Regions from separate parts of the Gossypium arboreum genome. Here regions 1 and 2 are each linked to region 3. The links are chromatin contacts, called in public Hi-C maps. All regions are on one chromosome and are shown on one strand. The core of a region is the stretch at or near the end of the contact, and the rest is flanking DNA. Distances in the headings are between cores, read along the strand shown. Region 1 holds the start of LOC108478501 (spindle and kinetochore-associated protein 1 homolog). Region 2 holds the start of LOC108482766 (carotenoid cleavage dioxygenase 7, chloroplastic). Region 3 holds the start of LOC108452626 (cyclin-U2-1-like).

Region 1 (2,984 bases), core at 477-2,976, 420 kb before region 3:
CTCTCATGTACCTGCACTAGAGATGAGTTAGTGATAGACAAGAATGAAATCGTTATTAAGCCACTTTAAAAGAAGAGAGTGCAGCAAAAGAAATTATCCTAGCCTTGGTTTAAAAAGATATACTTACGAAGACAATGAATCTAATTCACCGGCAGTTATGTACCATAATGGCGGAGAGCCACGGCTTTTCTTCTCCTGCCATTACAGGAAATATAATGAAATAAGCCCCAAGTTCAGTTCCATCTATTTAGCAACTATAGTGCCATTACAAACCTTTGGTATAGCAGCAGGCTCCTCAACCATAGTGCTCTGATTAGGCTGCTGTTTACAGGCTTCAGGAACCAAACTGAGACAAAATGATGTTGCATATAATCATTATCTCTACATACAAGAAACTGAAATTAAAGTATATTACTATATAGCAAAGTTTCCTGAATATACTTTAACTTGGTTATTTTTAGTCCTGTACTTTTCAATTTTTAAAACTGCAGTCATTACCAAATGGTAGCTGTTTAAGTTTTGTTATTTCAAAATTTGATGCAACAAACATATCATCATATGTGTCATGACAGTTTGTTATTTCCATTGAGAAAAAAGCCAGATTGAAATTTTAAAAAGTATAGAAAATATGAATGATCAAATCAGAGAACATAGACTAAACCTATAACTTTAGGCATAGTACAATATTAATAACAGAATTTAACCAATAGGGTTTAACTGCTACCGGTTGGGTAAAGTCTAATATTTCAAAATTCAAAAAGTCCGGAGATTAAAATTAGACAATTCAAAAAGTAAAGGGACTAAATTTTGACAAAACTAAAATATAGAGACTAAATCACAACTTACACATAGGGACTAATGGCAGAATCTAACCTATACATAATGAGAAAAAGAAATCTCGCAATTTAATTACCCTCTATCAGAGTCCAAATTCAAGGTTGCAGTTCTTTCAGGCAAATATGAGGGTGCATAAACAGACATACTCTGCAATTTCTTCTGCTGCCGCAGCGATTTGGCAATCAGTTTCTGAAATCATCACAACGATCTCAGCTCAGCCAAAAAATTTCCAATAATATTCAAATTAACTATACTAAAAAGACCTTATTCCGAACCTTAATTTTAAAAGTTCAAGCCTCTAAATGAGGAAAGAACTGAAGATTTTAGAAGGAACGTACTTTGGCTTTTGGAATGGCCTTGGTTTCCTCGTGCAAGCGGTCCTTGATCGCCTTCACTTGAAGCTCCATGCCCTTCAATGCCGCATCAATTGCCGACAAATCCGTCACACTACTCGCCGGGTACACTGTGAACAAAGGAAGAGCATTAATCTTACAAGCTCTAAAGCAAAATTTAACATGGATTCCGAAAAGAAGAAAAAGGAAGGGGGAAAGAGAGCTGAATTCCGAGTTAACTCACTGTTCCTTGCAATGACGAGTTCTTGTAGCTCAGCGATTCGAGTGTTGAATGAAGATATCAGAGAATCGAGTGATGAACCGGCTTGTTTAAGATCCATCTCTGTTCTCTCCTCTTTACGAGTGGGACCGATTGGTTTCGAATGGGTAATCAATTGATTTTAGGGATTTGAGAGTTTTGGTGGGAAACAGAAAGGGGATTAGAGTTTGAAATTAGAACCAGTGATGACGAAGGTGATCCGGGGAATTGAAACAACAATTATTTTCTAACAATTGGACAATTTGAAATCCGCCAGAGACCCAATAGTAACATTTGGGATATTATTAGCCCAAACTATATGGATATTATTAGCCTATTACTCAGGCAAATTTGTTTATATTTGGGATAAAAGTAACAGTTAGTCCTTGAATTTGGTAACTTTTTTAACTTAATCCTTGAATTATTTTGCTCTACATTAGTCCTTGAACTTGGTAATTTATTTTCAATTTTAATCCATGTGATGACATGGCATTAATATTGTATCATGTCATCACCTAAAAAGCTATATTTTTAATTTAAAAAATTAGTTGATGACATGGCACAAATCTTAGAGTGTCACATCATGGACCAAAATTTGAAAAAAATTGTCAAATTCAATAACTAAATATTGTCTTATCCCTTTATACTTTCAAGGGTTAATTTCACTAAACGTCACAAAGCTATTGTACATATGTTAAATTGATCTCCGAACTTCAAAATGTTTTATTTGAGTTTTAAAAGTATTAATATTGTATCAATCAAATTCTTAGATTAGGTTGATATTCAATTTAGGCGTTAAATGTCGATTTGGGTTTGGCGTGCATTATATTCAAAACATGTTTATACCAACTATATGAATAATTTGAATCCAACTACAAAATAAAAAAAAATTAGAGTGAGAAATTGAGTTATCAATGCAATAGGTACACATATTATTACAATTTAATCCGTTATGATTTGAACTCAAACTACTCCTCGAAAAGTGAATACCCAATCAATATGCTACATTTGATCCACACTTTTCATTACTAGAAAAATTCAATTAATTATAACTTTTAAGAGGGATTTAGAATTTAAGGAAATTACTCTTCAAAATAATTTATTGTGAAGAAATACAATAAAACAAACGATTCATTCAATGTTTTTATTATTTACTTGAGTTGATTCCAAATAGTTTCCATATTCATTTGTATAGAATGTTTGTATCTACTTTTAGGAGACAAGATGCCCAAGCTTCAATATAAGTCCCTTGCCCCAAGATAAAAACTCAACCCAGCCAAGTTGATGCAACTTTATTAGCATTTTAAATGCCGGAAATCTGTGGTTTAATTAGCAAAATAAATTAATATCATGAGGACGATAATTTTCCATGATTTACAGATTAGTACTTATGAAAGCCAATACATAGATAAATTTCAAAGTGAAGTGGATCGACACGTGATGAATAAATTGCAGCAATACATTCAAAATGGTAGGTGCATTTATAATGGTTTCAATCAACTACGACCAGTTTTGGGTCCACTGATATATGTAGTCAATATTTTCTACTTACATAT
Region 2 (3,020 bases), core at 39-2,538, 290 kb after region 3:
TACTTTACAAAAGTTGTGGACTTAATTCATATATTTCAATTTAGTCATCCTTATTAAACGATAACTATTGATTTCATTAAGTTCAACTATTTCTAAAATTTAATACAATAAACATATCATCATATGTGTAATGCCATGCTAGCTTATTATTTTCACATATTACTAAATAAAAATCTAGTTAATGGATTAATGACGATCATTTGCATCAAGACTAAAATTTCAAAATAAAAAAATATAGGGGCATAGAATAATCTAATTGAAGAATATGGGCTAAATATTCTAGTAAATGATGACTGGTAATTGAATTTAACTAAATGAAATTTAATCATTATTGTTTAAGTCAGGACTAAAATTTCAAATTTCTAAAAGTACATGGACTTAAATTGATCAAATTGAAGTATAGGGACTAAATCCACAAACTTCTGCAAAGTATAGAGACTTATTGCAGAATTTAGCCTTCAATAAGGTGTATGAAAATTGTCATATTCAATGCTAAGGACATACATACTTACCATGTAACACCGGCTTCAACAACCGGGCGGCTACGTCGAATAAATCACCGGGCCCCCGTTTCTCGGCGGATGGCGGGGATTCATTTATCACATTAAAACTGCCAACGGTATCCAACGTCTCCGATTCGATCTGGTAAGGATCACCACCTTCCCATAAACACAAAAGCTTTCCACCCCACTTCAACACACTAGTATTAGCTACATTTTTCATCACCTTAACGTTACCAAGTTTTTTACCCCCTTTTAAGACCGAAAATGGACCGCGGTGCGTAAACCGCCACGAGCCGGTCACCGGATCGCGTTCTTCAACTTGAGCTTCGGTCTTTATGTACTTAGCCGTGAATTTAACTTCTTTGGGAACACCATCGATGCTAAACGCTCGAAGGTAACCGTGACCATCTAGAGGGTGCACGGTCGAGCCGTGATCATCGACGAATAACCCCGGACCGGTTAAGTAATACGTACCGGAAGGGAAATCAGGGGGGATCGTACCTTCAACGACACGGAGTGTGATCGGCTCAGACGTTTCCGACCGTTGCGAGATGAATAGAAACTGATAGTCCCAAAAAGCAGCCATGGATTCATCTTTGTCTGGTATTGTTAAAGGACCAGGAACATGGTGATTATCATCAACAGGGCTGGAAATAGATGTGGCTTGTGGTAGTTTTCTTGGTAATGATGGTTGATGTAGGTAAGAAGGGAGCTTTAAAGGCGAATGAAACATTGTAGGAACAATATGGAATATTTTTGCTTGCATTTTTTTTTTTTTTTGTGTGTGTGTGTGTGTGTGAATGATGATTGAGTACTTATATATACTACGTAGCTTATGGGAAGGTGTGGCAATAATTTTTGCATAGAATAAAAAAGTCATGGGATAGTCGCGGAGCCAAAAATATTTTTAGGAGTACGGAATAAAATTTATAATTTTATAGTAATAAAGTGAAATTTTATCATTTTAATAGTTTATATCTTTATAATTTTTAAAGGATTAAAATATTTTTTCTTATTCTTTGAGGGTCAAATATAATTTTATAAACATTATTAATTCATATATACATGAGAATAAAAAATCTTTTAAAATTTTATAAACATTATTAATTCAATTTAATAAATTAAAATCTAATAGTAATATGTATATATGTGACATGATATTGGAATTAATATATATACACGAATGTTGGCCACTTGACCTATTCTAATTTCCATGGAATTTTCTGGTAATTACAGATTTGCCAGTGGTATGGTGGTTGCTGGTGTGATAATGCGTTGGACTATCATGGAAGACAAGAATGTTGCACCATGGAAATGGCAGACAAAATATGTGTTTTGTTTTGTTTTTATTTTCAGTTTGTTTTCTAATGTGAAGGCAAGAGCACATAAAACAAAGTAACCAAAAAAGACCTCGATTATGGCATTACTGTAATAGATATTTACTATGTCCCAAAAGCAAAATAAATTGTATATATTTACTGCTTAATTACTGTAATATTCACAAAACTGTTGGGGGAAATTCAACAAAACCATTAAAACTGTTGGGGGAAATTCAACAAAACCATTAAAGGTGTTCTGTTTAAGTACAATGGAGACTATAATAGGAGTCGTGTTATATTTTACTCTTTTTATTGAAAAATTGGGTAATTTACTCCCTCTATGTTTGTTGATATCGGGAATTAGTAAGGGAAGAAACAAAGGGGAGATGGCGGTGGAGGAAAGGAGGCCGATTCACCTGAATCAGGAGAAGAGCTGAAATATGATAAAGACAAGAGAGGAGGAGATTGACGGCTTGGTATGTTGCTAGGATTGCTGAAAACGAGGGAGGAGTCCCCTCGTCGTGCCTTGGGGCATTTATAGGGGAATCGGACAAAGTTCTATCACCAATAAACTTTGGATATGATAAATATGTGGCCAGCCAAGTGGCAAGACTACCGTTTACGACTCTAATATTTCTTTTGTTGAGATAGTAAAGAGATTATTAGACCTCAATGGTTCCTAGGTGATCCCCCCTTAAGGAGAGTACACCTGCTAATAGTGGGTGGCCAAGGACAGGTGATCTTCCTATGAACTACATGGAGTATTCAGGAGGCCAATCACTTAGTGACTGGTCGAATGTGAGGCAGAGGGCCATCTGCGGGTGCTCCTTAAATATATTCTGGTAGTGCCACGTGTCTAAGTTGGTAGGGGTGTAACAACATTATATCAAATAATAAACTAGTCATTTTGTTAAAAATTTTATTTATTTCTTCTATTAAAAATTTATTTTTGTACATTAGCATGAGATACACGTCTAATTATTCTGTTAGCTATGCCACTTTTAACAATACAATTGGATGAAAATTTTAACAGAAATAATCAATTTACTTTTTGATCTAATGTACATAGACTAATTTATCTATTTTTTTAAGTAAAAAAATAAATTGAAATCTAACTCTTAATATAATGACTTCTATAATATTTTTACCAAATGTGGGTCGAAAAATTGGGCACTAATGAAATTAATGATTAAGGGTT
Region 3 (2,743 bases), core at 51-2,550:
ATTCCTATAATTCCTGCTCAACAAAAAAACACTCAACCCCATTATATTCTTCCTCAAAAAAATGTTCAACTAAGGCCATTAAACTTGGTTTTATTGAAATTTTCATCTTACTACTTTATAAAAATTAAGCAATTAACCTCTCTACTTTAATTTATCAAAATTTGGTATTTGTATTTTTCAAAAATTGAGAAGCTAGTTTAATTGTTGTTATATATGGTTTGTTGATCTGTTGATTTTTGCTAATCACTTTTAGATAAATTGTCGAATTACTAACTTTTTAGGTCAATGATTTAACAACCTGTGTTAATTAATTAGACTAATATTTCAATTTTCATTTGTTAAGTAGAGGGACTTTTCTCTATATTTTTTATACATTTGCATTTTAGTCCACTACCCCTTCTACTTTACAGATATAAAATGCAATTGTTAAATTCTGATTTGTTACAATTTTTCTTTTTTTTTATATGACTATTAATTGAGTATTATTTTTATTTCAATATATCACACTAGTGAACTTAATAAAAGAATTTGAACGGTGTTAGATGGTTAACAACTAGAAATGAATTTTGAAATTTAAAAAAAAAAAAAGTAGAGGCTAAATTCCTAGAAATGAAAGTGTAGGTACTAAAGTTAAAATATAAAAAACTACATGGAGTTGATCCATATTTTAACCGCATCAGTAAAGAGAGTGAGGGAAGCAATACTCACATGTCTTCAACATACTTAGAAGCCACCATCATGGTCGTAATGAGAAGCCTATGCACATTCCGAGCAGTAATCCGAAACCCAGGATTTGCCTCACAAAACCGATCGATATATACATATGCCACAACATAAACCGACGGTCCAGCCTTGGTATATCGGAAAATTCTCTCTAGGTAGCATTGAACCGTCATGTCCGGTGCTTCATGGCAATCGAAAACTTTGCTCCTAAAATCTCTTTGTCTCAATGTCTGTCGTCCACGGTTCTTGGCATCAATCCTTTCGTTCCTAACCATTGTTCTCTCAATAAGAGAAGCAAGAACAGTGATCACCAATGGGTTATTCCCATCGTTCTTATAGGAATAAGAATAGAGATCGGATCGAAGCTTTCTTGGGGAAATTGCAATAGAAGATGAGGATGACGATGATGAAGTAGCCATTTTGGGTTTTACAGAAGAGAGGATTGAAAAGAAATGTGAGGTTTTAATGAGAATTTTATAGAATGAACTTAGCTGAGAAAGGGTATTGGTTTTCTTGAGGGCCCCCATTTGGGAGGTTGGTGGTGGAAGCCGGCCAAAAATAATGAGAATTACTTTGTTTTGGGTAAATTATACCAACATTATATTTCACTTAGTTTTAAAATTTTCAAAATAGTAATTGAATTATTCAAAAATTCTTATTTAAGTTATTGGGTTATTAAAATTGATGTTATATGTAGAAGGGAGCAATTTTAGGTTAAAATCGACTAAATCAATCTAACCAATTTAATCTATTTTAGTTTGGTTGGTTTTTCTTGTAACATCCCCCTACCCGAGACCGTCGCCGGAGTCGAGCAGGAGACATTACAAAACTTATCTTGGCACTTAAACAGTTTTCGTAGTAAACTATTTATCTGCGTCACGGTCGCTAAAAAAATCATATCTCGAGTTACGAAACTCGAAATCTAATTCTGTAAATTTTCCCTGAAACTAGACTCATATATCTACTTACTAATTGTTTTCTAGAATTTTTGGTCAGGCCAATTAGTACAGTTTATTAGAAAAAGTCTCCCCTGTTTCAGGGTTTGGCTACTCTGACCCTTGTGCACTTACGAATCAAATTTCTTCCTATACAGAAATCCAATGACTATGCCATTTGTTTCAATTAAAAATAGACTCAATAAGGAATCCATAAAAATAAAGTTTGAGTCCTAATTCTTAATACACAATTTATGGTGAATTTCTAAAGTCAGAATAGGGAATCCAGAAATTATTCTAACCCTGTTTCACCAAAACGTAAATATCTCATAAAATACAACTCTTTTACCTATTTTATTTCTTCCATATAAAAATAGATTCATTAAGCTTCAATTAAAAATTTTATTCATTATCTAATTCACTTTATACTATTTTTGGTATATTTTCAAAGTTGGACTACCGCTACTGTCCAAATCTGTTTTAGTATAAAATGTTGATAACTAAGTTTATAACATCTTCATTTCTTCTCTCTACAATATTTACCAACACTTCCTCTTATTACTCTTCACTAACATATCAAAACATACCATACTTAAGGTTTTGGTAACATTTACAAAACATACCAAAATATCACTTAACAACTTAGATACTTTCAAAATGACCAAAAGACATCCTAGGTACAATGCCATTTTCCAAAAGATAGAAACTTCACCAATTTGAGTTTGGGGATCGGCTTGTATCTTGAGTCCTTATACTTTTGTACCTAGCTGCGCATGACGAAACAAACCGTCTGTGAGAATACTCTCGATGGTATTTCTATAAACAATAGCTTAATCAACTTTAAAACATGGTAATTCAAACACATTATTGCTATTATTCAATATCAATCAGTTACTTTAATAACCTTTACTTTATTTACCCTTATTAACATAACTCGGACACTGACGGATACACGGATCCAACCCACACTCCGGGATAAGCACATAGTGCTTCATCGGAATAAATCCAGAACTTTAACATTATAGTACACAAAGAACTTCATCGGAACAAATCCGAAACTTTAACAGTAGTCTATACATAGTGTC

Evidence for each region. Hi-C and Micro-C count contacts between places; a contact is called where the count stands out from the background.
Region 1: a contact with region 3 is called in a Hi-C map of leaf, with 3 times the contacts expected there. The contact joins the promoter of LOC108478501 here to the promoter of LOC108452626 in region 3. A contact is called at or near these places in 2 of 5 Hi-C or Micro-C datasets (both in leaf).
Region 2: a Hi-C map of leaf shows a contact between it and region 3, with 2.4 times the contacts expected there. The contact joins the promoter of LOC108482766 here to the promoter of LOC108452626 in region 3. A contact is called at or near these places in 2 of 5 Hi-C or Micro-C datasets (both in leaf).

Annotation. Positions count from the first base shown.
Region 1 is chr12:85,660,464-85,663,447 of ASM2569848v2, forward strand. LOC108478501 (spindle and kinetochore-associated protein 1 homolog) reads right to left here and starts at 1,727. Exons shown (of 9, transcript XM_017780960.2): 1 at 1,414-1,727; 2 at 1,176-1,300; 3 at 914-1,026; 4 at 274-346; 5 at 128-195; 6 at 1-11. The coding sequence starts at 1,510.
Region 2 is chr12:86,369,058-86,372,077 of ASM2569848v2, forward strand. It overlaps LOC108482766 (carotenoid cleavage dioxygenase 7, chloroplastic), which reads right to left and starts at 1,289. Exons shown (of 6, transcript XM_017785878.2): 1 at 513-1,289. The coding sequence starts at 1,269.
Region 3 is chr12:86,083,884-86,086,626 of ASM2569848v2, forward strand. LOC108452626 (cyclin-U2-1-like) reads right to left here and starts at 1,301. Exons shown (of 2, transcript XM_017750427.2): 1 at 709-1,301; 2 at 1-13. The coding sequence starts at 1,250.